Regions from separate parts of the Mus musculus genome. Here all the other regions are linked to region 3. A link is a contact called in public HiChIP or PLAC-seq and promoter capture Hi-C data. All regions are on one chromosome and are shown on one strand. Each heading gives the region's core, a stretch centred on a gene start, on an enhancer-like site or on the middle of the called end of the contact. The rest is flanking DNA. Distances are from core to core; before and after follow the strand shown.

The links. Promoter capture Hi-C pulls out the DNA fragments that hold promoters and counts their contacts. HiChIP or PLAC-seq counts read pairs in DNA pulled down with a chosen protein or histone mark. Capture Hi-C pulls out chosen DNA fragments and counts their contacts.
Region 1: a contact with region 3 is called in a promoter capture Hi-C map of the SN4741 cell line, with 4 times the contacts expected there. The contact joins the promoter of 9230116N13Rik here to the promoter of Gpr25 in region 3. A contact is called at or near these places in 15 of 39 promoter capture datasets (the 3T3-L1 cell line, the C10 cell line, the SN4741 cell line and 10 more), 1 of 15 datasets of contacts at CTCF or cohesin (the NIH/3T3 cell line), 4 of 484 Hi-C or Micro-C datasets (embryonic stem cells and pre-B cells), 8 of 115 datasets of contacts at active chromatin or transcription factors (effector CD8 T cells, embryonic forebrain, embryonic stem cells and 3 more) and 4 of 9 other capture datasets (adipose tissue, embryonic stem cells, liver and 1 more).
Region 2: a promoter capture Hi-C map of pancreatic islet shows a contact between it and region 3. The contact joins the promoter of Kif14 here to the promoter of Gpr25 in region 3. A contact is called at or near these places in 7 of 39 promoter capture datasets (the C10 cell line, the SN4741 cell line, cranial neural crest and 4 more), 3 of 15 datasets of contacts at CTCF or cohesin (the NIH/3T3 cell line, large pre-B cells and stem cell-derived epiblast-like cells), 6 of 484 Hi-C or Micro-C datasets (bone marrow-derived macrophages and embryonic stem cells), 27 of 115 datasets of contacts at active chromatin or transcription factors (the 230-238 cell line, CD8 T cells, the NIH/3T3 cell line and 20 more) and 4 of 9 other capture datasets (adipose tissue, embryonic stem cells, liver and 1 more).
Region 4: a contact with region 3 is called in an H3K4me3 HiChIP or PLAC-seq map of embryonic stem cells, with 26 read pairs. The contact joins the enhancer-like site here to the promoter of Gpr25 in region 3. A contact is called at or near these places in 8 of 39 promoter capture datasets (the 3T3-L1 cell line, the C10 cell line, cranial neural crest and 5 more), 1 of 15 datasets of contacts at CTCF or cohesin (the NIH/3T3 cell line), 1 of 115 datasets of contacts at active chromatin or transcription factors (embryonic stem cells) and 3 of 9 other capture datasets (adipose tissue, liver and pancreatic islet).
Region 5: a contact with region 3 is called in a promoter capture Hi-C map of liver, with 2.3 times the contacts expected there. The contact joins the enhancer-like site here to the promoter of Gpr25 in region 3. A contact is called at or near these places in 15 of 39 promoter capture datasets (the 3T3-L1 cell line, 3T3-L1-derived adipocytes, the C10 cell line and 10 more), 1 of 115 datasets of contacts at active chromatin or transcription factors (embryonic limb bud) and 2 of 9 other capture datasets (adipose tissue and pancreatic islet).
Region 6: a promoter capture Hi-C map of embryonic stem cells shows a contact between it and region 3. The contact joins the promoter of Igfn1 here to the promoter of Gpr25 in region 3. A contact is called at or near these places in 3 of 39 promoter capture datasets (the C10 cell line and embryonic stem cells), 1 of 115 datasets of contacts at active chromatin or transcription factors (the SCID.adh cell line) and 2 of 9 other capture datasets (adipose tissue and pancreatic islet).
Region 7: a contact with region 3 is called in a promoter capture Hi-C map of hematopoietic stem and progenitor cells. The contact joins the promoter of Kif21b here to the promoter of Gpr25 in region 3. A contact is called at or near these places in 7 of 39 promoter capture datasets (the HPC-7 cell line, embryonic stem cells, hematopoietic stem and progenitor cells and 2 more), 1 of 15 datasets of contacts at CTCF or cohesin (the NIH/3T3 cell line), 2 of 484 Hi-C or Micro-C datasets (LSK cells and embryonic stem cells), 5 of 115 datasets of contacts at active chromatin or transcription factors (CD8 T cells, the SCID.adh cell line, effector CD8 T cells and 2 more) and 3 of 9 other capture datasets (adipose tissue, liver and pancreatic islet).

What each region holds. Positions count from the first base shown.
Region 1 is chr1:136,413,663-136,417,468 of GRCm38.p6, reverse strand. It overlaps 9230116N13Rik (RIKEN cDNA 9230116N13 gene), which reads left to right and starts at 1,950. Exons shown (of 3, transcript NR_024328.1): 1 at 1,950-2,620; 2 at 3,792-3,806. Ddx59 (DEAD box helicase 59) reads right to left here and starts at 2,198. Exons shown (of 8, transcript NM_026500.3): 1 at 2,046-2,198; 2 at 73-887. The coding sequence starts at 876.
Region 2 is chr1:136,466,329-136,470,279 of GRCm38.p6, reverse strand. Kif14 (kinesin family member 14) reads right to left here and starts at 2,432. Exons shown (of 29, transcript NM_001287179.2): 1 at 1,106-2,432. The coding sequence starts at 2,322.
Region 3 is chr1:136,259,316-136,263,374 of GRCm38.p6, reverse strand. It overlaps Gpr25 (G protein-coupled receptor 25), which reads left to right and starts at 2,449. Exons shown (of 1, transcript NM_001101516.2): 1 at 2,449-4,059. The coding sequence starts at 2,502. The coding sequence ends at 3,578.
Region 4 is chr1:136,392,337-136,396,631 of GRCm38.p6, reverse strand. No RefSeq gene overlaps it. Among named protein-coding and RNA genes, the nearest start is that of Ddx59, 21 kb to the left of the region's middle. Within about 2 kb of position 1,926, at least 37 of the 459 cell types and tissues checked have an H3K27ac peak or open chromatin away from gene starts, as enhancers often do. A contact at or near this core is called in embryonic stem cells, where this site is marked.
Region 5 is chr1:136,504,554-136,508,466 of GRCm38.p6, reverse strand. The region is part of intron 20 of Kif14 (kinesin family member 14); the gene reads right to left. Among named protein-coding and RNA genes, the nearest start is that of Kif14, 39 kb to the right of the region's middle. Within about 2 kb of position 2,051, at least 6 of the 459 cell types and tissues checked have an H3K27ac peak or open chromatin away from gene starts, as enhancers often do. A contact at or near this core is called in liver, where this site is marked.
Region 6 is chr1:136,003,758-136,007,924 of GRCm38.p6, reverse strand. It overlaps Igfn1 (immunoglobulin-like and fibronectin type III domain containing 1), which reads left to right and starts at 1,583. Exons shown (of 27, transcript NM_177642.3): 1 at 1,583-1,604. The coding sequence starts at 1,583.
Region 7 is chr1:136,129,534-136,133,834 of GRCm38.p6, reverse strand. It overlaps Kif21b (kinesin family member 21B), which reads right to left and starts at 2,445. Exons shown (of 35, transcript NM_001039472.2): 1 at 2,073-2,445. The coding sequence starts at 2,113. It overlaps Gm15850 (predicted gene 15850), which reads left to right and starts at 2,652. Exons shown (of 3, transcript NR_046170.1): 1 at 2,652-2,814.

The DNA.
Region 1 (3,806 bases), core at 701-3,200, 150 kb before region 3:
GTTACACACAATGAAACTCGGTAAATCCCGCGTCTGTTTCAGAGAGGAAGACATGTCAGATTGGTAAATTACCTCAGAGAAAGCTCGGATAATAACAGGCAGGAGAAAAGCAGCTGTTTTCCCTGAGCCAGTGTCAGCGCTGGCCAGAATGTCCCTTCCCAGGAGCCCCACAGGAATCATCTGCATCTGGATGGGGGTTGGCACTTCGTAGCCTGATTTCTTCAAGTTCTGATTTAAGGTCTCAGGGAAGCCACAGTGCTCGAAGTCGATAATGGGCCTGGCAACGTCTTGTCCTTGAACTGAGATTCCTAGCTGCTGTTTAAGGGTTTCAATCTGGTCCTCCTTGAGGGTCACAATAAAGGGGTGCTCTTTGTAGACATAAAAGGCATCCAGTGGGGACTCTGGCTCGGCAGCCACTCTCTGTGGGCTGCTGGGTCTTAATGATCCTTCCCCTTCCTTAACTTGTAGCAGATGCTTCGCTTTGCACTCCAAGCTACACACGTCTTCGTCCGTCTTGTCACAGATATACTCTCCATAACGACCGCAGACGACACATACAGGCTCCCCAGGCTCTGGCCACCGCTGGGTTTTAGAAAACGACTTTACAGGCTCTTCAGATGGGTGGCTGTCCTTCACACCCTCATCAGGTCCTGTGGAAGAAACCTCAGCCAACTGGCAAGAAGGACTGTTGGTGCTTGATGCATGGCCGGGCTTGTCTGCTGTGACAGCTTCCTCAGTGACTGATGTGTGGACCGGAGTATCTCTGTCTCCCTCCACCTGAAGGCCTCCTGCTTCTGGCTTGCTTTTTTTAGCTTCACCGCTTTTGAGGTCATCATTAGAACTCCTCTTGATTTTCAAAGATCTTGGAACAAACATTCTTCAACATTCTGTTGAGGAAATTGCACCATGAGATATATTTTACCCTCAATTAAGCTCCCATGTTAGCCCATACGATGTTGTGTCAGAGAATTTTACTCAGGGCAATAGTGAAGCCGTCATGTCCCTACTTAAGCCAACTTCCACTTATCAATTTCCTCTGGGGGAAGGGATACAGTCTTTTTCCTCAGACACTGCCCTATGAAACACTGCCTACGGTTCCCCACAACCTTGCTGTGCACGCCACCTGTTTCTGTTGACCCATCACTTGTACTATTATGGAGCAGGTATTATAGAAATTCTACAGCATATCCTTCAATTGCATTTTCACACAAGAAGATACTTCACAATTAAGAATCTTAAAAAAATCAAAACAACAGTTCAAAAGGGGAAAATGCAATTATATTTATATACATAAGAGTGCTCATTCTCCGTCGTTTTTTGCTAATCTTCACAACCTGGGAAAGTAGGTCACTGCAACCCTAAGTTCATATATGTATATATTTACATGATATACATATCAGGTAGCATAATCGATACATGTATATTGAATGATTGGGAATGTACTTCAGTGGTAGAGTGCTTTGCTAGCAAGTGAGAGTCTGAGTTCCACATTCCAAAGAAAAACACTGATATATACACACACACAGAAGCAGATGAAAACTCCAGCCACCTAGGAATTAAGTTTATTTATTCAAATAACAATTCCTAAGTGTTAGAAACCAAGTATTCCTGCTCTGGAGAACAAATTAGTGATTGGGGAAAGAATGTTTAACATTTTGGGACCATGAAATAAACTTAATTTTCTCAAAAACAAAACAAAACTTAAGAAATCGCTAGTACCCATTTTCTATTAAAAAAAAAAAAAACCAACAAAAAACATGGCACCCAAACCGCCTGAAGCTTCTGAGGAGCGGGAATGGGTGGGGCGCTCGGGGCGGCAGAGCCGACAACCTCCTCCTCCGGCTCCAGGCAACGCCCGCATCCCGCGCATTCCCGCCCTCCCCACCCGCCCGCGGGCCCGCGCTCCAGGCACGCGCACGTCACGAGGACCCCGGCGAGCGGCGTGACTTAGTCCGCAGCCGCCGTCCAGCACGCAGGTTACGCCGGAGCACAGGAGCGGGAGCCGGAGGCCCGAGGCCCGAGCTGCCAGGGCGGCGCACGCTCACCCGCGCGGACCGGGCCGCGTCCGTTCCCGCTCGGGCCGCTCCGGTCCAGGCGCAGGGCCGAGTTTCCGGCCGAGTAGCCGGGAAGCTCCGCAATCCCAGCCAGGGTTTGAGGGCCCCGCGCCTGCGCACAGCGGGAGGCGGAGCTTCATCTGGCCACGCCCTCGCGGTGACGCGCTGCGGAGGGCGGTGCACAGGGTAGCGGGCAGATGTGGGAATCCTTTTGGAAGGCTCTAGCATGGAGTAGGCTGGTGAGAAAGGATTGCCAGGAAGGGCGGGGCCCTCCACGCTTAGAAAGTGGGAAGTTTGAGTGGGCCAGGAAAACCTCCTGTCAGATACTGAGAATAACTCGAGAATCCGAGCAACTTGATATGGCGTAGTTAATATGCCAAATATTCATAGATGCAGCACTCCGCCCCGCGCTGTGTAAACCAAAACTAAAACCAACCTTCAAAGTCTCCCTAGTTCCAACGGGTGGCCTTCACTTTGCCAACTTCTGGAACAGCCTGACAGGTCCCAGGACTTGCACTTCTGTTGGGGTGGGGAGGAAGTTGGACAGGAGAAGCAGGGAAATAGAGGTGAGGTTTTGGGTGTTATTTTTTTTTGAAAGATACATTTCGACCCAATATTTGATGCATACAAAATTAATTTACCAGCTACGTTAAGTGTGAAAATACTAATAAAACAAAACTCTGACTTTTATGTTGGCATTAGTAAATTAATAAACGCTAAAGCATTTCTGTATCGGATTCTACTTGCTTCGTTATGGTGTGTGGGTGTGTGTTCAGCTTGCCATTTTTGGTAGATACATTTGGCTGACAATGTTTTGTTTACCTTTTGAGCGTTATAAAAATAATGCATACCATATATATTTATGTATGTGTAGCCTTCCAGTATTTGCTTTAAAAAAAAGATTTATTTTATTTATATGAGTGCACTGTAGCAGTCTTCAGACACACCAGAAGAGGGCGTCAGATCTCATTACAGATGGTTGTGAGACACCATGTGGTTGCTGGGATTTGGACTCAGGACCTCTGGAAGAGCAGTCAGTGCTCCTAACCGCTGAGCCACCTCTCCAGCCCCAGTATTTCCTCTATTAACTTTTTTTTCTATGATTCACTGAAATGTACTATAGAAATTAACTTTACTGGTCAGATAAATGGGATACTGTTCCTGTCAAGACTGTACTTAGTTTCATAACACATGTGAATATGGGATCACGTTACATCCTTTGTCTATAGGACATACAGTAAATGTGTGCATTTTTCTGAGTTTGAAGGTTATAAACTTGCACTCTTACCTGAGTTTGCTGACATGTAATTTGCCTATTCCCAATATAAATAAATACTTTTGAACTTAATGTATATTCATAACTTTATTATTTTTTCTTATTTTGGTCTTCTAAGAAAGGGTCTCATGTCTGGCGTTAGACTCATTATGTACCAGAGTATGGCCCTGAACTTCTGATCTTCCGCTTCCACCTTCCAAGTGCTGGAGTTAACTGGCATGTGCCACATGGCCAGATTGTATCTTTTTATTTAAGTCTCTTCCAATCATATAAACTCCTGCCCCTACAAAGCCAGGCCACACCCCTGGTAATTGTAAACAAGGCCCCCAGATCACTGTCGTTGCCTCCAATAGAGAATCCCCTTTGTCCCTCGGAGGTGCACTGTAAGGTCAGAGGATTTAGAGGTGTTCAGCTTTGACTTTCTCTCTAAAATTTTTTAAAATTGTATTTGTTACTTGCAGATGAAGGTCAGAGCA
Region 2 (3,951 bases), core at 1,183-3,682, 210 kb before region 3:
CTAAATACTTACAAGTGCCTGGCAGTGGTGGCGCACGCCTTTGCTCCCAGCACTTGGGAGGGAGGCAGAGGCAGGCGGATTTCTGAGTTCGAGGCCAGCCTGGTCTACAGAGTGAGTTCCAGGACAGCTAGGGCTACACAGAGAAACCCTGTCTCAAAAAAAGAAAGAAAAAAAAATTCTTACAAGCAATTTTATTGCACACGCATACACTCATTTATAAGTATTTTTACTTTTTTTTTTTTTTTAAAGACAGGGTTTCTCTGTGTAGCCCTGGCTTTCCTGGAACTAACTCTGTAGACCAGGCTGGCCTTGAATTTAGGGATCTGCCTGTGAGCTCTGGGACCAAAGGCCTGGCCTCCACACCCAGCTGACTTTTTAAAAGTCTTATCAATAATCTGTGACTCGCCAACTGCAATCACCTTTAAAGAAATATTCTATGCCTTCAAAATCAAGTGTGCTAAGCCTCTGCATTTATGAGCACTATGTACCAAATGCAGGTGATACGGTTGATGAATGCCATTCTAGAACATTCTCTGGGGAAGCTATGAGCTTGTGTGGCTCTTTGAAAGGAAAGAAGACATTCCCAAGCACTACAAATCAAAGATTTGAGAGGCGATTGCATGAGAGAATGAAATGACTCACTCAGGGCACCTCCCCCTGCCCCTGGCCACATTAGGTCCAGGCCTCACTCTGTAGCTTTGGCTGGCTTGGAACTTGTTTCGCAAACCAGCCTGGCTTCAAATCCAAAGATCCACCTGCCTCCTCCTCCCAAATGCTGGGATTAAAAGTGTGCACAATCCTGCCTGGCTCGGTTTCTAAAAGAGGTATGTGTTTGTGTGTGTATGCCTATATATGGGTATAAAATATAGATTTTAATTTTGTATTCTATTATAAAAATAACCAGTATAACTACAATCAAAGCCTAAACACTGGTGGGCTGAAGATGTGGCTCAATTATATCTACCTACATGGGGTCTTGGGTTCAATTCCCCGTACCAAGAGAAAATGCCAATGACTTTAAAGACACTGGCTTTCTAGAAGCAGAGTCTTACAGACACATAATGACATGGAATTCTCGGCCTGAGAGCTAACACGCCGGACGTACCTTTTGCTGAAAGGCCTCACGCGCACCGCCACGGTCACCTGACTGTTCTCTACTTTTAAGGAGTCTGGCTCTGTAAAGGTCTTCTGAACTAGACTGTTTTCTTCTGGAGGGAGTGTGCTTTCTCGTGAGCTTTCCCTTTTATTTGCAAAAAGAGAACTTTTGGGCCTCGGTTTAACTCGAGGGCTTGCAATCCTGTTTTTCAGTGTGGATAAAGCTGGGCTTTTCGGTGGAGGCAGGTCATGCCTTGGTGTCCATCTGTGTTCTGGGACACATTTTACCGGGGTCCTCGATTCTGAGCTCGCGCTTCTGAATGTACTGCCATGTTTCGGGATGTCCTTCCCATTGTTTTTCGGTGTGGATAAAGCTGGGCTTTTCGGTGGAGGCGGGTCATGCCTTGGTGTCCATCTGTGTTCTAAAACACATTTCACTGGGGTTCTTGTATCTGAGCTTCCAAATGTACCGACTTGTTTAGCAGTGTCCTTGCCAGCATTCCCACGGTGTGAGTTTCTTCCTCCTGACACTGGGGTATCAGACTTGCTCTCGGTCAGTTGCACCACTAAGTGTCCTGATCTCATAGCTTCAGTCTGACGCTGGGAACCCACAGGCGCTCTACTGTTTGTGTCCTTAACTGTCACCTTTTCATTAGAGGCACCAACGGGAGGACCTGGGTCTTTGCATCTCGTCAACCCGGTGTCGTTGGAGTCTTTCACGGAGACGACAGACGACAGGACACGGGTATCATTATTTACACCCTTTGCTTCTGTCCTCGATGCCTGGGAGGCAGAGTCACTTCCTGGGTTACCTCCCACAGGATTCAATGTCTCCCACTTTCCCACATAATCCGCTCTACCGTGCCGCCGTTGTAACCTAAGACTTGTGTCTGCTGTTCTTCTGTTTCCCAACTCACTTCCAAGTAAAGACGACTCTCTGTCCCCACAAGTAGCCCTTCTCTGGAGGCTCAGTCTCCGGGGGTCAGAGGTAACAGGAGTCTCTCTTGTTTTTTTACAGGCAGAGATAACATAAGTGCTATTTATGTCGATGGTTTTACTTCCAGCATTCACGAATGGATCATGATTCTCACACTCTGACATATCTGCCTTCAAGTGCAGTTCCAGCCGGCTGCTGTGGACGAGGCCACTGGATGCTGAAATCTTCTGTGAAGAAGAAACCTCCAGGCTTCCGATGTTGTGTCTGCTATGCGAAGTGTGTACTGACATCTTGGCAGCAAGCGATTTTTAAGAGGATGTGAAGGATCTAAGCCCTTCAGATCCTTGTCGGGGTGCTGGGCATTTTGTTCTTTTCAGTTTCCAACAAAATATCTGGCCGACTACAAAAAATGAAAAATAAAACGGTTACTACAAACTTTAAAAAGAGAGAGATCTTCCTACTACAGAAGCAAACTCTCAGAGGATGCATTGGACTAAACCACTTCCCACTGCACCTCCACACAGCCTCCTACAATCTCCACCCTCGAAGGACTTCACTTGTTATTCAACAAATATCTACTGAGGGTTCCCTTAGGAGCAAGGCACCCACAGACACTGCAGACTTCAAAGACAGGACCTCCCCATCCTTATTTCCTCAGCTTAGAAGGAGCTTACAGGTGACCTTAATCTCAACAAAGTGATTCAAGAAAGGTCAACACCTGTATGTCAGCATACTTTAAGTGCCCCCAGCTTGGAATCATAGCATCTAGTCTGATTAGTCTGCAGCAAAGTAGGTTTCTGAACACTTGTCAATGTATCCTAAATACAAGAATGCCTACAGAGGAGTTTAACACGATGTCACAAAGGAGGCTACTCTTAAGAAAGTACCACAGACATTATACACTACAAACTGCGTGTGTAGCCAGGTGTGATGGTCCGTGCCTGTGATCCCAGCCTTAGAGAGGCCGAGGTGAGAGACTGGAACTTTCAAGGCCAGCCTGACACTGTCACCGATGCCCACACCCCCTCAAGTTAGACAACTACACTATCTGTCACTTCTTCATTATACAACAAACTAGACAGGCATGCGTTTACACACATATAGGTAAATATAGGCCAACAATATCTGCCAGGCATTATCTAAAACAGAACAGTGCAAATGCCACTCTTCGTCATGCTCCTTAAATGGACGTAAACAACTCTTTAAAATTGAATTCCTGAGTCTACCTTACAAAATGTCACTGATTCAAACTATTTGGACATTGTTACAATCAAGGAACAAATTACCAGAAGCTCATTTTTAAAAGTTTGACAAAGAGACATTGTAGGAAGAAAGAAAGAGTTCGAGTATAAGCATCTCCCGCTAAACTTTCAGTGAAAATACAGAACCCTCCCAATATGAGGTGAAATTAGGGACAATATATCTTTGTCTTAGAAACTAAAAGCCATTTGCTCTTTGCATAGATCAACATGATTTTTGTTTGCAGAATTTCGGCCATCAGATCTCCAAGAGGACTGGAAGGAAGACAAGAGAAGTCGGTCACGACCACAGGCCGAGGCTCCTGGCGACTCTGGCAGTCTTGCCAGGCTGTGACAGTGTACCTGGACCCCTCCAGTTCGCCGCTCCACGCTCCGCGGCGCTGTTCTCGGCTTCCGGGTGGACAGAGCGACGCCCCGCGCCCCTTGCCCGGGACCCTCGGACTAAAGGGGACCGAGCCGCACCACCCACCCAAGCACCCCGGCCTGCTGGGCAAACACCGCAACGCTCTCAGCCCACCGGCTCGCTGGGCGAGCAACCTCAGCGCTCTCAGCTCGGAGGCGCTTCCCACTCCTAAGACCTCGACACTCACCATTCCCGGCACAGGCTCCCGTGGCTGCGGCAATTTGAATGCGCGCCTCGCTTCCTGATTGGTCGCTGGG
Region 3 (4,059 bases), core at 1,200-3,699:
GTAGGCGCAGCTCACCAACACCATGTGGGTGGAGGAACTTTAGGAGAAAGCCCAAGTCTAGAAACTGAGGTGTCCACAAAGAGGTTTACTCTGCAGCCTCTTTTCCCAGCTTGTAGCTGGCATGAGAGATAGTCTGTAAAAAACTGTTGTGCCTTTTTAGTGTGTGTGTGTGTGTGTGTGTGTGTGTGTGTGTGTGTGCGTGTGTGTGCGTGTGTGTGTGCGTGTGTGTATGTATGCATGAGTGTATACATGGTGGGGGGTGAGCCTGTGTGTTATAGCACGAGTGTGATCAGAAGACAGCTTGGGGAGGTAGGTTCATTCTTTCTACTGTGTAGATTGGGGCTTGAACTCAGGTCCACAGGCTTAATAACAAGCACTTTTACCTACTGAGTCATCTCAGCAGCCCAAGGAAAAAACTTCTTGGCCGGAACAGACTAGACATGAATCCCAGTCCCCACACGTTTGATTTAATGGATAGGTTTTTGCAGGACGGAGTCAGGTGAGGAAAATTAACTCTAGGCCCTTTCCCCTCACAAAAATGTAATCTGGCTACACCCGCCCTCTCTAGCTTAAAACCCCCTACGCTGTGAAAACTGGATTGGGATGGAAATTGGAAACCATCTAGCCCTCCATCCCACTTCCTATTCCCTGCCAGGTGGCTCTGTATATGAAAGGAAATGACCCAGGTGGGGTCCTGAGGCTCCCAGAATGGAGCCACGGGATCCATTGCTGACGATGCCTCTTTCACTCTCAGACGTGCCTAGGTTTGGATCATAAGTGATGTTAGCATCCTACTTCCAATCAATGTCAATCTGGGTGCACACACAGCTGCCCTTCTGTGCTCTGGCCCTATAAGGACAGAGACAGCTACCACACTGTTCCAAAGAAGAGACATCCCAGATCTCCCTCCAGTCTCTCCACATGGAGACCTGTACTGTATCTCCTGACACATCCTCTCTTTTCTGTCCCTAGTGTCAATAACTATGTCACTCAGTGGCAGGACTCTTGCCTAATGAGAGTGAAAGATCTTACCCCCCCTAAAATAAAACAACCACCATCTAACTCCTTCATGAATACAACAGCCCCCTGTGGAGTCCCTGTGGCTTGATGAGCCTTCCCCCTCTGTGACTCATACAGTCCTGCCAAATCAGACTGATGCCCAAAGCCTTCAGGATCAGGCCACAGCCTGCCAGTGTCTTCCTGCATGTCTCAGTATACTTGCTTTTTTATCCCTTCCTGGGCTGGCTCATCCTCTCTGCTTTGCCATTCCTTTTGACCTTTAACCCCTTCCTAGACCCGACCTGAACTGTCGCCCCTTCTGCGGACCTTTTCCCCGAAGCATGAACAGCTCCTCCTTCTAAGCGCTGAGTGGACGTGGTTTTAAACCTGTACCACAGTTTGACTGATGGCAGGCTGGCCGTTGCACACACAGCCTGTGTCTCTCCCCTCCTCGAGAAGGGATCTGAGGTCAAGAATGCATTTCTTGCAATGCAGAGGAAGCCAGTGCCTGCTGCACAGAGAGGTCCCCTGAGAGTGGAATGGGAAGGAACAAAGCTTAGACATCCTGCACCCCTTTAGCCACAAACCCTTTCCCATCAGTTCACAAGAACTCTCAGAGCTACTGTCTCATGATTTAGAATAGCAAATCTGTTGGATTGTTAGGGGCCATTTTGTGTCATCTTTTGTATAGAGGTTATAACCCTGTTTGACTTATCAGCTAGATTTTGAAGTATGGGGAGGAGGAGGAGGAGGGTTAACCCAGGGGCCTGGCCCCCTTCCAGCAGGGCCACCTGATTACACTTTCTGTCTCTAGCTTAGACCCTTTCCACACGGCTCCATGAGGCCTGGACCAGGACAGAAGTGTCACTCCAGGTGACACGTCTAGTCTTTTATCCTAGGAGGCTATTAATTAGTCCAAGAACTGTGGTGCCAATTCTTGATCGGGCACCAAGGGAATCTCCCTCAACCTTCAGACCCCTTCAAGTGCTACACAGCAGAGCAGATTAGAGAAGGAAGCCGAGGCGTTGCCCTCCCTCAGAAACCCTCATGCCTGGTCTGTCTCCCCACCCTCCACCCCCCCTCTAAAAACTAGAAAAGAAACGCCTGGTGAGAATCGAGAACAGGTTAGGGCTCTACGGCACCCACTGCCCCTTGCACCCTATCTCAGAGTCCCACTCCCTTCCCCCAGATACTAGGCCAAGCACCCAGAAATGATGAGCCACCAATTCTGAGTGGCCGCAGTTCTCTCAGCCCTAAGGACATCTCACAATACCCAGTTGTGCCCTTCCCTTTGGGTCAGCCCCAACTTGGAAGGTAACATCACCACCACAGAGGCCTGCCCCTCCCAGCCCCACACTCTTCTCACCCCAAAGCCTCGGCCTAGGGTGGCAGGAAGGGAGGGAGGGAGGTGCTGGGCACAGGCTGTGAAAAGCAAACCCCCTCCTGCTCAGAGAGGGCAGCCGCCCTGCGCCAGGATGCACGCCGGCCCGGTGACCCCGGCCATGCAGTCCACCGAACCCTGGAGTCCTAGCTGGGGCACGTTGTCCTGGGACTATTCGGGCTCGGGCTCCCTGGACCAAGTGGAGTTGTGCCCTGCTTGGAACCTGCCTTACGGCCACGCCATCATCCCAGCGCTCTACCTGGCGGCCTTCGCCGTGGGCCTGCCGGGCAACGCCTTCGTGGTGTGGCTACTGAGCCGGCAGCGCGGGCCGCGGCGGCTGGTGGACACCTTCGTGCTGCACTTGGCGGCCGCCGACCTGGGCTTCGTGCTCACGCTGCCGCTGTGGGCCGCGGCAGAGGCGCGCGGCGGCCTCTGGCCCTTCGGCGACGGCCTGTGCAAAGTCAGCAGCTTCGCGCTGGCGGTCACGCGCTGCGCGGGCGCGCTGCTGCTGGCGGGCATGAGCGTGGACCGCTACCTGGCGGTGGGCCGGCCGCTGAGCGCGCGCCCGCTGCGGAGCGCGCGCTGTGTGCGAGCCGTGTGCGGCGCCGCCTGGGCTGCGGCGTTCCTGGCGGGTTTGCCGGCCTTGCTCTACCGGGGACTGCAGCCGAGCCTGGACGGCGTGGGCAGCCAGTGCGCCGAAGAGCCCTGGGAAGCGCTCCAGGGTGTCGGGCTGCTGCTGCTGCTACTGACCTTCGCGCTGCCGCTGGCTGTCACCCTGATCTGCTACTGGCGCGTGTCGCGCCGCCTGCCGCGCGTCGGTAGGGCCCGGAGCAACTCCCTGCGCATCATCTTCACCGTGGAGAGCGTCTTCGTGGGCTGCTGGCTGCCCTTCGGCGTCCTGCGCTCCCTCTTCCACCTGGCGCGGCTCCAGGCGCTGCCGCTGCCCTGCTCCCTGCTGCTGGCTCTGCGCTGGGGTCTGACTGTCACCACCTGCCTGGCTTTCGTCAATAGCAGTGCGAACCCGGTCATCTACCTCCTGTTGGACCGCTCATTCCGCGCCCGGGCCCGGTTCGGGCTGTGCGCGCGCGCCGGGCGCCAGGTGCGCAGGATCAGCTCGGCCTCCTCGCTCTCCAGGGACGACAGTTCGGTGTTCCGGGGCCGGTCCCCGAAGGTGAACTCTGCCTCGGCCACTTGGTAGCCTCCCCGGGATGGCGCAGGTGGAACGGTGCTTCAAAGAGAGGAACCATGTGCTTGCAGATGCGCCAGGGGACTGCCCATCAGCTTTCTCGGAGCTGGCTGTTGGGGCTGGCTGTTCTCACAAACCGATGGGGAAGGATGGGCTATTATATTAGTTTTCTCCAGGGCAAGAAAAGCTGTAGACACTCACCTGGAGAAGCGGGTTCACCTAGTAGATGGGAGGGAAGTGGGTTCTGTTCTCTGCTTCATTCTGTGTAATTCAGCCCAAATATCCAAACCAGACTCTCAAAGGTCCTTCTTGCTCCTGACTGTTCTTGCCCCTACAAAAGCCATTGTCCTTTGAGGAATTTCTTCTCCTGGTCAGCCCTCTAGCAACACCATCTCAAACACCTCTCCCTTCCCCTCCCCTCCCTCTTCCCCTCCCTCTCCCTCTTCACCTCCCCCTCTCCCTCTCTCTCCCTTTTCTCCTCCCCCTCTATCCC
Region 4 (4,295 bases), core at 677-3,176, 130 kb before region 3:
CTCTCTAGGTTCTAGGCAAAATTATCTTAGTTCTTCATTGCACCATAGTTACATTTTTAGACTGTACCTGACTTCAAGGAACTCCAACTATGAAATCGAACAAAACCAGGCGTTGCTGACTAGTGACCCAGGCTAGTTTCCGCTGTCAGTGTGTGCTCCCTTCATTTTCTTGGAGAGCATTTTAAAGCAAAAGTTTTTGGGTTAGCCTTGTAGTGGAGCTCTTCTGTGAAAACACAAGCTGCACAACCTATCTCCCCTGGGTTAGGATGTAACAGTTACTCTGGGAGAACATCAATCCTTTGTGGCTTTATACAGTCCGTCACTAACGCTGCCTGCCCTTTACCCTGAGTATGTCACCTGTTCTGACATGAAGTCTCTGAGGGCGGATTTGAATTTCTATTTATTTCTTTGCTTTCGGGTCACCAGCACTTTGGCAACAACTGGCACATTAAACCGCTTAAATCACTTACAAGGATTTAAGCATCTAGCCATCTACCAACACAACGATGGATATTTGTTTTTAAGTCAAGGCAAGTGGTAGATCTTAAGCCATTTTTCTACACCATTTTCAGATTCTCTTGAGACAGGAACATAAGCAGGAGGAGTTCCTGGCCTTCATTACTCTCTCTCCTAAGCAATCTTGTTCCTATGCCCAGTGTTAAGTACTTTTATGAACTGGGTCATACATAAGCTGATATCGCAAGTCTGGTTAGCCTATTTCTCTAGAAGCTTCTAGATAGGTGTTCTATTCAGATTATTCCTAAAGCAGTGTCCAAAGGTGTGTGTGTGTGTGTGTGTGTGTGTGTGTGTGTGTGTGTTGGGGAAGGGGGGACACATTAAGATGGTTTTGGATTTTGGTTAGATTTTTACAAATCACAAGTATGTTATATTTTCCCAAGTCAAAATTTACTCTCAATTTGGTTTAATGACGTCACTTCATTTGCTTTCTTTAATAGAATGTCAAATTTTCTGTCTATAAATTTCCCTAAGTTTATACCTTTTATGTTGCTACTAAAAACATTCTATGCTTAGCTTATCTTTCTATTACTGTAAAAATTACCATGGTGGTTGATATAGCATATAGCCAAATAGCCTCTGGCCTGTCAGCTACTGAATAATGACACAGAGACCTTTTATTAATTATGAAAGCTTGCTCTTAGCTTAGCAGACTCTCAACTAGCTCATGTAAGTAAACGTGGTCGTCTAGCTCTGTCCTTTTTTTTTTTTTTCCCCTGTCCCTTTTCTTATGTCCCAGCACCTGTTTTTTCCTCTGCTCTGGTTGGGGAATCTCCCACCTTCCTGTCTGAGTAGAGCATCTCCTGCCTCGGTTTATTTCCCAGAGTTCCTAACTCTGCCTGGAAGTCCCGCCTATCTTCTCCTTCCTTGCTATAGGCCATTCAACTCTTTATTAAACCAATCAGGTGATGGAGAAGATGTTTACAAACTACTGAGACCGGTGATGCTTCATACAAAGACAACCTTTACACAGTGCACAAGAGATTATCCCAACAACAGCAAGACAGGCTTCTTGTATGGAGAAGGAATGTCATTCATTATAATGTTGCTTGATCTTATATGTAGGTAGATTCAACAACGACTGGAAAAGAGAAGGAGGAGAAGAGGAAGGAAGAGGAAGAGAGCAGAAAAAAAATGTCCATGGTTAACTCAGAAAGATGCTAGAAAACTAACTTGTAACAAGTAAAAACCAAGATCCGACTATCTCTCTCGCACACGCTGTACCCCAGGATAACCATTGGTGGATGACTCTTTCCATTTTGTCCTAGCTAAAAAGTACACCAGTCATGATGGATTTAGAGTACCACAGTGCTGTTTGCTCTAATGACATAATGCATGCGAGCAAAGACCATCAGCATCTGCTAAAAGCATCAGCGGAAAAGCTGAGTGAGAACTTGGCAGCTTCCCGTTTAGCTCAGCAGGGCTTGACTCCGCCCATCCATCACGCACAGTGCACAGAAAGAGCCAGGCGGGTAGGCTCTAGGCTCCGGATGTAGGCAAAACTGGGAACTTTTGTTTTGGTTTATTTTGTTGTTGTTGTTTTTTTTCCACATGTTTTAACATGACTGAGAGTTTAGAGTAGCAATATCTCAAGACAGATCATGAATCGATTTTGTGTAAATGTTTCATTTATTTGTTATTATAGGTAATTGTGTGTGTGTGTGTGTGTGTGTGTACATGCCACAGCAAATGTGGATGTCATAATCAGTTTTCTTTCTCCACCTTGTTTTGAGGTAGAATCTCTCTCGCTATTTCTGCCATGTTTAATACCTCAGTCTCGTTAGCCTATAAGCTTCTGGGGGTTCTCCTATGTCCACCTCCCGTCTCAGTGCACACATTCCATCCATTTAGCAAAGCAACAGTGGTAGCTTCCCCACTGGGGTCTACGACCTCTCCAGCCATGGACTTCTGACCATATTTTATGGTACCTAATATGGATTCCCTCCTGTGGAGAAGGCCTGGACTCTGATCAGAAAGTGGTCGTTTGAGCCCACATGTGTAAATATAAAGAATGCTTTGCAAATTTGATGTAGTAGTAGTGATAGTAGTAGTGTTCATATACATATATGTATTATACATGCATATATATGTGTGCACATATGTACTGCAACATTGCATAGAGATCAGAGGTCAACACTGTAGAGCCTGTTCTCTATACATATATATGTAATATATATATATATATGTGTGTGTGTGTGTGCGCGTGTGTAATATATATATATATATTACACACGCGCAGAGGAACATTGCTGGCTGGCTTGTCCCTGGCTCATCTTTAGCTAGCTTTTTTTATACAGCTCTTGCAGTGGATCTGGGTTCAGATCCCAGCATCTATATGATGGCTTACAACCATCTGTAACTCCAGTTCCAAGGGATCCAATGCTCTTTCTAGTGTCTGGGGGCATCACTTTAGCACATGATACACAGACATACATGCAGGCAAACACTAATACACATAAAATAAAAGTAAACAAACCACTAAAATTTTTTTAAATAAAGAATTCAATCAAGATGAAGCAGGTTGACAAACAAGCCTAAACAAACAGACATCACTGTGTTCTGCTTTTTATACGCTTCTTTCCTAGACATAAACTCTCCTTCCACACAGAGCCTAGGCTCTCATCCTGCAGTTCTTCAAGAGCACAACAGCGTTTTTTCTTACCACTTAGTGGAATTAAATAATTCAGAGTAACATAATCTCCATTACAACACAGACTGAATCAAACTCCCTCCAGGACCCTTTAGAAATACCTTCAAAAATAAAACAACAGCAAGAAAGAAATAGCTCCAAAAGAACACACTGAGGAGCAACCTTGTTTGCTTGCTTGCTTGGCTTGAGACAGCTTCTCCCTCTGTAGGTCAGATTGACCAGAGTTTCACTATGTAGCCCAGGCTAGCCTTGCAGACACAGTATTTTCCTGCCCCACTTTCCAACTTTCAGGACTTTAAAAAATGTTCCCCTTTCCCAACAGTATCAAAATATCAAAGTAATAAAAATGATCTGTAGTTGGTGTTTTCTGTTTGGAAGAGCTCTTCCCCCCACCCCCACAACGGCACAGCAGCTCTTGTGTCCCACAATCCCCACAGCTCAACATTGTGTAAGAAGTGGAGTTCTTTGGCACCTGTTCCCTCAGGGGTGGTGGCACCAGAATGTCCTAGAAACAAGGACTTTCTCTCTCTTTGAAGACTGGCAGAAAAAAAAAAAAAAAAGAATTCAATTTCCCTGTAGGAGTGAATTTTAGTGAAAACCAATTCCATGAGAAATGATCAAATGTGTTTCCTTTCGGCCTTTGCCCTGAAGCCCCTCAGTGCTCAGTGGAAACGGCAGTGGCCAGTGACATCACCTGTCTGACGGTGTCCTTCTCAGGCTCTGAGGCCCGAGATGTCCTTCCCTGCCTTTGAACACAGCCTGCAGCCACACTTTACTTGGTTCCCCTTTTCCCACATTTGGTTATATTTCTTTCTTTTTCATTTAAAAAAATATGCACGTCTTGCTGTGCATCCCAGGCTGTCCTCAAATGCTCATCCTGCTGCCACGGCCTCCCAAGCGCTGGAGTGACCTCGCAGCTCAACGCCGGGTTGATTGCCAGGTTGTGCTGTTTCTTAAGTCTGAGTGGATTTATATTTCCTTTCGTTCATCGTCACATAAGGTTAGTGATTACTTTCAATTCAGCTCATTCTCCTCCTTTTCTTCCCCTGTCCATCTTGGAGGCCACGGTGCTTTGTTTGTATAGAAATGTAATTCTAGTCATTGTACATGTATGATATCGTGAGTTTTT
Region 5 (3,913 bases), core at 802-3,301, 250 kb before region 3:
AAAAAAAAAACCAAAAACCAAACACATTCAGCAGGTTTGGTAGGCTTCATTTAGGATTTTTTTTAGTGTTCAAATTAAGATTGGTTTGTAATCTGAGTCATGTTTTCAGCTTTTATGTTGGTTTTTGGAGGTGGCGGCTGTGCGTGTGTGCGTGTGCGTGTGTGTGTGTGCGCGCGCGCGTGTGTTTTGTTTTTTGAGAGCAGAGTCTTCCTGTGTAGCCCTGGCTGGCCTGTAACTATCTATGAAGACCTCAGACTCAGATCCACTTGCCTGTCTCCCAAGTGCTGGGCTTAAAGGTGTGAGCCACTGTGCACAGTTCTTAAGTTGTTTAAGTTACTCTGAGTATCGTAGGATGAATTGTGAGAGGTTCTATAATACCTCCCACACAACAAGGCTTCTCTTTTCTCTGGCACCCTGAAATCGTGCTCATAAAGTTGACTAGGACCAGTGTTTTTTTAACCCCCTCCCATTCATTCCTTTTAGTTTTTAGAGGCACATCCTCATGTGTTCAAACCTTTGTATTCAGCACTGGCTGGCCCTGAACCCGACCTGACCCTCAGCTTCCTAAGTGCTGGGGTTACAGGTGGGAGCTACCACATCTGGCTCTTTCCTACCTTCTTCTTTTTTTTTTTTCTTTTTTTCTTTTTTTTTTTTTTTTCCAGTTCGGCAACTTTGACATTCAGCAGGTTAGTCCTCACCCACATTGACTGTAGATTTTTTAATGTGGTAACAGGCACGTCAGGTACCCATGTGTAGAGCTTGTTTGGCGAATCCTCATGCTCACTACGTCTTCTGGACAAATGCACTCGGATGTGATACGGAACGTCCCTTTCTCCTTTGGCCCAGACAGCTTTATTGCACCTGCTGGCAATGTGCACATCTGGAGTCCCCACCTCCTTCATGGCAGATTTCTGGACTTCTCTGAGTGCCCAAGAAGCACGCTTCCTGAAGCCCACTCCATGGATGCTCTTGTGAATGTTCATGGTGTATTGTTAGGTCACCACCTCTCTGATGGCAGAATGGCCTTTCTTCATATCACCCTTCTTGGAGGGAGCCATTCTGCCAGACCCAAGTTGGCAAAAGCTCTTTTTTTTTTTAAATTGTTTTTGAATCTACTTCACTTACGAACTTTTAACATTATTACATGGTTGTCCTCCCAGTAGGACAGCTTTAATAATTTATCTTTTCCTAGAATGTCTTTCCTTTCTATAGAGAAGTCTCAAATAACTAGCACAGGAATGGCTCTAAGGCAACATACCATATAGCCCACATCCATGCCCATGTTTACTGCTAGAATATTTACAATAGCGCAATAACCAGGAGATGGAAACTAGCCGAGATGTCCATCAAAAGATGAATGTATAAAGAAAATGTGGTGTATATGTGTGTGTGTATGCAATGGAATTTTATATATCTGTCAAGAACACTGAAATCCTAACAGAAAAATAAACAGGGCTGGAAATCATTATGTTAACAAAATAAATCAGATTCAGAAAGGCAATGGCGTTTAACTGTTTTCTCTTGTATATGGATCTGCAATTATGTAGTGTGTGTGTTTACATGTGTAGAACAGGGGATCATGAGGGGGGAAGGGAAGGGGATGGAACAACATAGATGAGGGAAGCCACAGGGAGCCCAGGAACAGAACCGAGAGATGAGACTGAGAGCCAGGTACAGGTACATGTGTGAAAGTGCTGCAATGAAATATTAATTTTTCATTAATTATATTTCATTAATTAATGTTTTAGTTAACACATGATTTTGAAAGCTAACCTAAGAATGCAAGCACAGAGACCAACAGGGACATCAGGGCGGCTCAGCAGGTTTGGCACTTGCTCCAAAGTTCCAGGACCCACACGGCAGAAAGGGAGAAGAGGGAGAATCGACTCCCCGAAGCCGTCCTCTGACCTGCACACTCAGCCTGTGTGCCCCGAAGCTGTCCTCTGACCTGCACACTCAGCCTCTGTGTGCCCCGAAGCTGTCCTCTGACCTGCACACTCAGCCTCTGTGTGCCCCGAAGCTGTCCTCTGACCTGCACACTCAGCCTCTGTGTGTCTGTCTCTGCCTGCCTTATACACACATGGATAAGAACAAGTAAACAAACACAGAAGTAGCATAACACTGTATCGATGACATAATTGCTTACTCAAGCTTGGTTTTTTGGTTTTGTTTTGTTTATTTATTTTTCGAGACAGGGTTTCTCAGTTTAGCCCTGGCTGCCCTAGCACTTACTCTATAAACCAGGCTGGCCCGAACTCGCAGAGATTTCCCCTGCCTCTGCCTCCTGAGTGCAGAAATTAAAGGTGTGCACTACCACTGCCCAGCTTGATTATCAATTTGGATACCATTTTCCTTTTATATTTTTTGAGACAGCATCTCATGTAGCTTAGGTTAGCCTTGCATATGGCCATGGATAAGCTCAAACTCCTTGGGTTCCCGAGTGCTAACGTTACAACAGACGCCATCTTCTTAGGACCACATGTCTCAGGTCTCCACGATCTAATTCATTAGTGACTCCTTTTTCCTCACGAGGATCACTTCACTTGCTTTCCTTTGTCTTATAATCTAGATTGAGCTAATGATCTTCACTTTTGATGAAATAATCCACAGATTAAAGCTAGGACAATACCCTCTAGGCTTTAACACATATTTTCATTAATATTTTGAGCATTATATTAGTATTATAGAATATAATTCTAGCAGTCACATAATTTGAATACGGGATATTTGAAAAATCTTAATACTACCATTTAATACATGTTACAATTACTTTTGGGATAAATAAGAAAATAACTTTAAGTTTATATCCTTTAAAAACTCCATATAAATTTTCCTTAAGAAAAAAAAAACCAAGGGCTGGAGAGATGGCTCAGTGGTTAAGAGCATTGTCTACTCTTCAGAGATCCTGAGTTCAATTCCCAGCAATCACATGGTGGCTCACAACCATCTGCAATGGGATCTGATGCCTTCTTCTGGTGTGTCTGAAGACAGCTACAGTGTACTCACTCACATAAATGAAACAAATAAATCTTAAAAAAAAAAAAAAGTCCTGTGTAGTGGCTCACAGCTTTAATCTTAGCAGGAGGATCTGGATTTCAGGACAGCTAGGGCTACCTAGAAAGACCTTGTCTCAAAATGTTTACTTATGCCTGTATGCTTGCTTGTGTGTGGGCAAGTAGTGCAGTTAGCCATGGAGGCCAGGGCTTTGGACCCCTCTGGAGCTGGAGTTACAGGCGGCTATGAACCGCCAGATGTGGTTGGTGAGAAGAGAACTTGGGGTCCTTTGCAAGAATATGAGTTTTTAGCCACAGAGACATTTCTTCAGCCTCAATTTTTATTTGATTCAAAGATATAAATCTTAAAATAAAAATGTAAAGGACTTAACAGTAAACTCTGAGCAAAAATAGATGTAAACACAAATAAAAAATATATACAAAGATAAAAATATCATGATGTAGTTTCAGAGCCTTCTAAACCCAACAGGTAGGGGGATCAGGAGTTTGAGGTCATCTTTAGCCATATAAGAAGTCTAAGCCCAATCTGTGCTGTATGAGATTCTATCTCAAAACAGAATAAAACCAATAAAAGGGTCACATAGAACTAGGGAAATGGGCTCAGTCGGTTAGATGCTTGCTAACCAAGCATTAGAACCTGAATCTGTGTAGTCAGCACTGGGTACATGGGTGCATGTCTGCATTCCCAGCACAGGAGAAGACAGGCAGATTCCTGGGACTTAGCAGTCAACCACCTTAGCCAAACTGATGAGCTCCAAGCTCAGTGACAGACTCTATTCCCCAAAATAAGCTGGAGAGTGATCAAGGAAGTCTAGTTTCCACTCACACAGCTTCATGTATGTGCAATCACACACACACACACACACACACCACATGCCACACAGCACCAGGAAAAAGAT
Region 6 (4,167 bases), core at 334-2,833, 250 kb after region 3:
CTGTCACCTTAGAAAGATTAAGATTCTCCCACCAGGCGACAAGGCTTGTTGTGCCCGAGACAGATACGGCTCGGATTCCCAGCCCGAGGTAATTAACCCGGAGAAAAATGTGACACATCTCCCGGACCGTCTGCGGTGTAGCGGGCTGCCCACTGGCTTCAGCTTTCCCCAGAGCTTGGAAGGATTTCTGAGAAGGGAGGATCCTGCTGCAGAGCCTCTGTGCTTTCCTGCTGTGGGGGTGCGCGAGCCCCCAGGTCAGGATCTCAACCCACAGCGTTCCTGCCCAGAATGCAAAAGGCTTAGGTCGCTGCGGAAAACCGGGTGAAGACGTACAGCAGAATGTACGGGGTTACTGAGCTCCACGCGCGAGTGCTGGTGGTCTTGCATTGCATTAGGGAGGTCACCGCTCTGTGTCCCAAGGCGGGGTAAGAGGCTAGGTCCCGCTGATCCCAGGAGACATAGCTGCACGGACACACTAATCCACTGTTTTTACACATAATCACTTCACACGCAGAGATTACCTACCTCAGATTGCATTCATAGTTGGCTGGGTTTCCGGGCTTTAAAGGCTTTCAGTTCGCGTTCTGGGGAGCATTGAGAGACCAGAGGCTGACCCAGACTCGCTAATCCTAATCTCTCCAGCTGCCACTCACCCGCCATCAAGGTGTCTCTGTGGGCCCGTTTTTCTCATCTGTTCAAATGGGTTAAGCTGACCTCCTAGGCATGTCCTTATTCTGTGGGTTAAAGGAGAGAATCTTCAGAAAGTTATGGGTTCTTCTGGACTGAGGGTCTCCCATCCTCCTCTGGATGTTCCCCCTAAGAAATTGTGGTTTGGTTCTTAAATTGGTTATAATTAACCAGAAGGAAACCGAACTATTGCTTGGACAGACACTGGTAGCTGGTTGGGGAAGTGGAGTGAGCCTGCTTATTTGCAGGGACTAATTAGCGATGTCCATAAGGATCTCTGCGGCTCTAATGATTCTAGCAGGAGTTTGGAAAATATTCGAGCCAATTGCTCACTCAATAGGGAAACTGAGGCCCAGAGATGGGGAGGTAATTTGCCCAAGTCCAGGCAGCCTAGAGGCAGCCTTGATAGTTCTTTGAGGCTGTTGCAAATCGGCTTCCCTGACCTGGGCCTTCATCCTGGCCCAATTTTAGGATTCTGGACTTTGCCCCATAGGTTTGCTTCCTACTTCCAAAACATTTTGAGTCCCTTAGTAAAGCGTTCCCTAGGCCATGTTTCTCAGGCTGGGAGAAGCAGGAGCCTGGAAAGTTAAAGAGTAGTCATGGGGTGGCAAGGGGTTTAGGGAGGTGAGATCTTCATGGGCACTGTGTACCTGATCTGTTTACAACTTGCTGTTAATAGATGCCATTAATCATAGCCAACTGCAGCTGGCTCAGCCTGGGGAAGAGCAGCAGCCTGCCATCTTTGAGAGGGACGAGCAAGAAGGAATATGGAGGAGGGGGCAGGTTCCTACAGTTACCTGACACAGGAAAACCAGTCCCAGAGGGACATGGCATGAGGACACATGTATGTTAGTGTCTTGTTCAGCCCAGCCAGCCCTCTACTAAATGTCCCAGCATGAATGAGATGCGAACACAAGGTCTGTTAAACATTATGTGCTTAGTGCATACCTTTATTTTTCTTTGTTAAAAGGTATTTATTGGCTTATTTTTGCATACCTTTAAGAAGTTACAGGGCTTTAGTCTGTATGAATGAGGCCCTAGGTTTGATTCCTATCATTGCAAAAAATAAAACCTAGGTGCTGGAGAGATGGCTCAACAGCTAAAAGTGCTCTTTAAGAGGATTCACATTTGATTTCTAGCATCCATAACAAGTTGCTCACAACCATCTGTAATCCAGTTCTAGGAGGTCCAGCACTTTGGTCTCCATGGACACCTGCACTCATGTACACATGTGCCTTACTATATCTATAATTAATAATAAGAGTGAAATTCTTTTTAAAAATAAATAGAAAAATAAATAAATAGAGCCTGGAATTTGGAAGGCCCTACTCTAAATATCAAGGGACTGTGAGGAGAGTTCGCTAGTCTCAATTGCTAGTTACACAGAGGAATCCTAATGTGATTTTTCTCCCATATCAATACAATCACTGGGTACTCAGAGGCCTTTCCTGGTAAGGGGACAGTGTGATATGAGCAGCCAGGTCACTGGGCTCAAGATATAAGTCCCATGTCCAAGATCATACATCTCTTTCTATGACCTCTGATGGTGTCTGTATTTCTCCACGTCTTAGACATTCATAGCACCTACCACTGAGATTCTAGATCCTTTTTGGGTCTATTAGGGTCAAGACCAGGACCTGGTGGACTAGATTTCTAATACTCCAAAACATTAAATATCTAAATATCTGATTAGTACTGATTATTAACTTAAAGAGATCTAGAACCACAGGAAACAAACCTTCAACATGTCTGTGAGGGATTTTCTAAACCAATTGAGATGGGAAGACCCAGGATAACTGTGGGTATCACTGTCCTGTGGCCCGGGGTCCAGGAGAAAGAGAGCTGGATGTTGGCTCTTCATCTCTTTCTGCTTCTTGGCTGAAGATACTATGTGATTACTTATGTCATGCCTGATGCTGTGCCCCCTGCATGATGGATGTGTCCTGTGAGCCAAGGTGACCCTTCCTTCCTTCCTTCCTTCCTTCCTTACATTGCTCCTACCAGATATTCTGCTACAGCAACCGGAAAAATAACTAGTAACCAGAGTGAGGTTGTGGCTGGGACAAATCTGACCGTGTTAGAACTGGTTTCTGGGAAGAATGTGGGGGGCAGGGGGTGGGGAATGGAACTTGGAGCTGGAAAAGCATTAAAGCACAAGCTGAGCTTAGTAGGTCATTCTGATGGGAGTTTGGAAGGCCAGGATGTTGGAAGAGGTATTCAGTGTGTGTGTGTATGTGTGTGGGGGCGTGGGGGGTGGGAGGTTGGAGGGGTGTTCATGAGGTTTCAAAGGAAAAGAGGAAATGTTGGGAACTGGACCACAGGCCATTTATGTGGCAAAGAACCTGTCTATATCTGCCCATGTCCTGAGAACTTGACTAGGGCAGAATTTTAAAGTAATCAGCTAGTTGGTTTGTCAGAGGAACTCTCAAGAGAAGATAGCACTAGCATCCCGCAGTGGCATGGTTGTTGTTCACTGCGCTTACACGGGCCTACAACTAGAGAGGAGTAAAGATGGCAGGAATAGTAGGGAAGCAAGATATGAGGAATGTGCCCGTTGGAGATGAGAGGGTGGAATTTAACATTGTGGACAAGGCTGATGCTGAGGAAGAAGCTATACTTGTTAAGGAAACTAGCCGTTGTATGAAGCCAGGAAGATGAAGCTTAAGTTAGAATAGAGATGGCAGGATGTTGGAGATGACAGGACCATGAGATGTCTGACAAAGAAATCCGTAGTCATGAAGTAACACCGACCTAAGAAATAGGATACCTGTGTGCTCGAAAGGGAGTTGAAATTTTACTAAAGCCCTTTGGAATCTTTTCTCTCTTCCTGTTTGTTTGTTTGTTTGTTTGTTTGTTTCAAGACAAGCTCTCACTTTGTAGCTCTGGCTGTCCTGGAGCTCACTATGTAGACTAGGTTGGTCTTGAACTCACAGAGATCCACTTGAGTGCTGAGATTAAAGATGTTCTCGAGAATGCTGGGCCTTTTGGAATCTAGATGATCATTCCATTAGGAACCCCAGATAATGGACAGGTTTCCATGTTTGGCTTGCTGATATTTCTTGTCATGGATTCCTCTCTTCAGAAGTAGGAATTTTACTGTGTGCTGATACAGAGACTCATGGTTAAGAGATTGCCTGAGTCTTAAAAAGGATTCTTCACTTTCACATTTGAACACTATTAGAACTGTTAATGATGGATAGTGCTTTCAGAGTGTGGTGGTTTGAATAGGAATGGCTCCAGAGACTTAATGCTAAATGCTTGGCCCAGAGTGAGTGACACTATTAGGAGATGTGGCCTTGTTGGAGGAAGTGTGGCCTGGCTGGAGTGGGTGTGACCTGATTGGGCTGAAGGGGCTGGCTTTGAAGTCTCAGAAGTTCAGGCCTGCCTAGTGGCTCACAATTCACTTCTGCTGCCTGCAGATCAAGACGTAGACCTCTCAGCTCCTTCTCTAGCACTATGTCTGCTTGTACACTGCCATGT
Region 7 (4,301 bases), core at 1,196-3,695, 130 kb after region 3:
CCATCTGCTCCTTCCCCCAGCCCAGTCCCACCCTCAGCTCTCTGATTAGAACCTGGGCTCTGTCCAGGCATTGTCTGCCTGCACGGCCGGTTGCCCATTGAGGTCTGGCGTGTGCCGGGCTGGCTGATCTAGAGCCAGACGGAATGAGTGGGCGGGGCTCTCACCTTTTTGGAGCCCTTGGAAAGGCTAGCGCTTCAGATGTTCAATTTCCACACAACTTCATATACACAGCTGACTCCAGTTAGGAAGAGCATCCCAAAGCCCTGGGTGCAGAAGGCAGCCACCAGCCCTTCTCTGTGGTAAAGGTCCCAGAAACGTCCCGATAGTCATTGTGGGAAGGAACACTAGCTTTCCCTTTATTTTCTATACAGGTGCCCATGCCCCCAGGCTCCTGAAGTGGGAACTCCAATATTTTACCATGCCAGGCCCAGACTGGGGAGTATGAATCAAGGGGGAAGGCCTTTGTTTGGCTCTCTCCGGTAAAATGGAGTCTAAAGGAAAGACCCCATGGATAGAGCACCCCGTCTCCTGTCCTGTCAGTCCAGGTTCACACTGGTTGGAGGTTGGGCTTCCATTTTCTTTTTACGGCAGGTAGCTCCCCTCTCCCCATCTGCTGTAGATGCCATATTGACATGTCTCACTCCCACCCGGCCCATGCGTGCTCCCCTTCCCTCGACCTCCAAAGGTTCCTGCTGCAATGTCAGCTTCAGTGGCAGCCTGGCTCCGCCCCACCAGCCCACCAGACACCTGCAGGGCTCCTCTTTGTCTCAGGCTGTTCAGTGCCAGGCAGAGTGTGTGCACGGGTGGTGTTCTGACTGCTGTAGGAGCTGCTGGACCAGCAGCCCTCAATCTCCCTCCCTCAGCACCTGAGCTATTATATACTAAGCCTCCGTGCCTTCTCTCTGGATTATACAGAGTTGGGGGGTGGGCATCTGCTCTGGGGCAGGAAGAGAGAACCTATCTCATCGATTTCTCTCATCTTGTCTATGAGCTTCTTCCCAGGATCCCTGGAATCTGGGTCATCTCTGACCCAGGGGATTTGAACACTTGTCTCAAGGACCTACCCTAGAATTTGACTGCTCCCCTCCCCCACTCTATAAGGCCAGAACCAGAGATGTATGTTCCTCAGTGCATCTGTGAGTTGGTGACCAGCTCACTCACATTGCTACTCTCCCACTATGTTCTTCTTAAAGAGAAGACCACAAAACACAGTCGGGAGAGCTGGTGGGAGGCATCTTCACTCTCTGCAAAGAACAGAGAGTTCAACTTTGTAGCATTTCCTGTCCCTGCACCTGTGTGCCCCTAGGAAAAGAACCCACTAAGTCCCGTCCTCTTTCCTCTTAATGTCTGCCAGATTACTTCTAATACCTACAGATATCGGGAATGGGAATCCAGATAAATCTAGGGGCCCTTCCCCCCTGCTCAGTTTCACCTTTGTGCCTGTGAATGTAGCATTAGGGTCCTGTCACCCCTTTCACCCCTTCTGGATTAGTCCCTCGGATACACCTTTTTCTTCCTCCCTAGCACCATCTCCTCTTGGGGCAGGACCAGCAGGGCTTTCTCCAAAAGCCATTGGCACCCCGTGGAAAGCCAAGGCACCATTCCAACCCTTTCATGGGTCCCACAACCGATCTTTGTCTGTTGTATCCGCTCCCAGGATGGTGAGCTGGATCAAGAGCGTAGAACTGGCTAACTGGGGTAGATGGGGGGAGGGGGGATTCCCTCCTATACCCCAGAATGAGACAGCAGCCTCATGGGGAGGACAAGAGGAAACACACAGACGCTCCGGCCTGGGCCAAAGCTGGGTGTGAAATACCGGATTTCCTTGTTTATTCGATTTTCTGATCATTAAGTGCTCCCAAGAGGGGCCAGAAATTACCACCCAAACAAAGCCACCTTCCATCAGTCCGCTGGGCCGCCGCTCCCCTGCGGCAGCCGGGCCAGCGCGCGTCGGCCCCTCCTCCTGGACTGCAGACTCCAGCTCGAGCGGTGCCCGCGCCCCCCGCCCGAGAACACGCGAGACAAAGCTCGAACCCCTCCTCGCACGCCCCTTCCCCGCCATCGACCCTTACCTGACGGCCACTTTGACGCAGCAGTCGCCCTGGCCAGCCATGGTCCTCCGGCACCAGGGTCTGGGCGCGGATCAGGGGCGGGGGTCCGGGGGCCACTGCTCCAGGCAGCGGCTGCGGCTGCAGAAGGCGGAGGCAGGGACCCTGCTAGCGAAAGCGACCTCGTAGGCTGGAGGTGACATGCTCGCAGGAGGCGGCAGAGGGGCTCAGCCGCGGCCGGCCCCACGGGGCTGGTCCCATGCGTCTCCTCCAGCCATCGCGCGGAGGTGCTGAGCTCGTTGACAGCGGGCAGTGAGACCCGCAGCTCCCTACAGCGCGGCACACGCGCGCGCACACACCTCCCACCCGGACCGCCACCTCCCGCCGCAGCGCGAACAAAGGGGGCGGGGGCCGAGCCACCTCAGGACCCACCCCCAGCCCCTCAGAGCCGCGCAGGGCCCCGCCCCTCCCAGAGGCCGCCAATAGAAGGCCCCAACGAGCAGCAGAGGCGGGACTTGAGCCTTTAAAGAGACCTCTTGGCTCCCGTCCATCGGGTGGCTGGGAGGGGCGGGGTAGGATTGGAGGGCTTGGGAGTGAAAGCGGGAGTGGCATGATGGACTCGTCCCTGGGAAGTTGACCATTCGGGAACCACGGCCCTCGAAGTCATGGTACCTCAGTCTCAGTGGGATCTTCCTTTCCTAAATGAGGAACGGGACTCAAAGAGGAACACCCCAAGGTCATACAGCGAGTCTGTGGCTAGGCATGGGTAAGAACCTGGTCTCTGGGCTGGGCGGTGTGCTGCACCTCAAAGCATCTCATAGAGATGAGCAATTTGCAATTTGAAAGAGTCAGCGAAGTGTCCCTTCTGCATTTATTTCGGTAAATCCGCCAACCTTTATTGAAGGGGATTCTTGTTGATGTGGAAGTAAATTTCCCCACCTCCACTCTGCAACATCTTTAAGCTCATAGTTTGCTTTGATGGCTGACTGGCTCAGGTTCTCCTCACTAAACCAGGGTCCCACTAACCTTTATGACCCACAGGGCCTGGTTCACACTCTTTGTGACAGTGGGGGGGGGGGGCGGGTTGTGTGTGGGGGAGTCGATGTGGGAGGCCAGATCTGCCTGGGAAGTAGTAGGAACAAAGAAGCACTTGACTCCAGATACCTGGGAGAAGCTAGAAGGCAAAGGAGGCCAGCGCTGCCATCAGAAATGTATATAAAGGATTAGCCCAGGAGACTTTTCAACACAGGGCTATGAGAAAGGAGACCAGTAATGTGAAGTCAAGTCCCATTCCAGTTCACCCCTGCACCCTCCCAGCCCCACTCTTCTCCCTGCCCCCCAACAACCAACATTAGGACCATTCACAGGGCCCCTCACCAGCTGCCCTCCCTTCCCAGGCTTCACCCAGCTCCTTCCTCTGGAAAAGGCCCAAGAGGAGGACCCAGCTGCAGCTCAAGATGTGGATGGAGACCTCTGGGGGAGGGGAGGCAGGGGAGTCTGGCTCCAAGCTTCTTGCATCAGCCTCAGATGATGAAACCCTGTGAGACGTCTTGGCTGGGATGTACGTTAGGGTCCTGAGGATCCACTTCTTGGTGCCATCATTCCCCACTCCCCACCCCCATCTGTGACTGCTCCACTCGGGAACCCAGGTGCCTGTTTGGAATAGTTTTAAGGGAAAATGTGAAAGTTAGGTCAGCTCATTCTTCCTACCCTCGTAGCAAACAGGAGGAGAGCCAGAGCCCCAGAGAGGTAGTGGTGATGGTGGTGTGTAAGGGGTCCTGGTGGGATCCTATATATTTTATTAATATTAGCATCTGAAACCCAAAGCCAGTGAATCAAATTCCTTAGAGCAAGAGACAGTGTTGGGAAATTGGGACGCTGCTCCCTGTCTTCTAACAAAAGGAGGATGTGGAGAGCTGAGCGGTGCTTACACGGGGAGGTACTTGGTGCTTTTGTTCTTGTTTGTTCTCCTAACCTTATGAGCCAGGTTCTAGCCTTCTCCCCTACCCCCAATTTTGCAAGTGGGGAAATAGTCTCATAAGCAACACACAGAAGATCTGGACTTCTGCAAGTGGTTCTAGGCGTCCCGATTCCTCTAAGGGATTCCTCTAAGGGCGTGCCTGTGGGGAAGGGAGCTGGATTGGCCCAGCTTTGCCCGGGGGTGCCACAAGCAACAGGCTTAGCTCTCCTGAAAGATAATGTGTTTTTACCTAAACTGTTCCCCCTCCCTCCCATCCCTGGACTTCTTTGGTA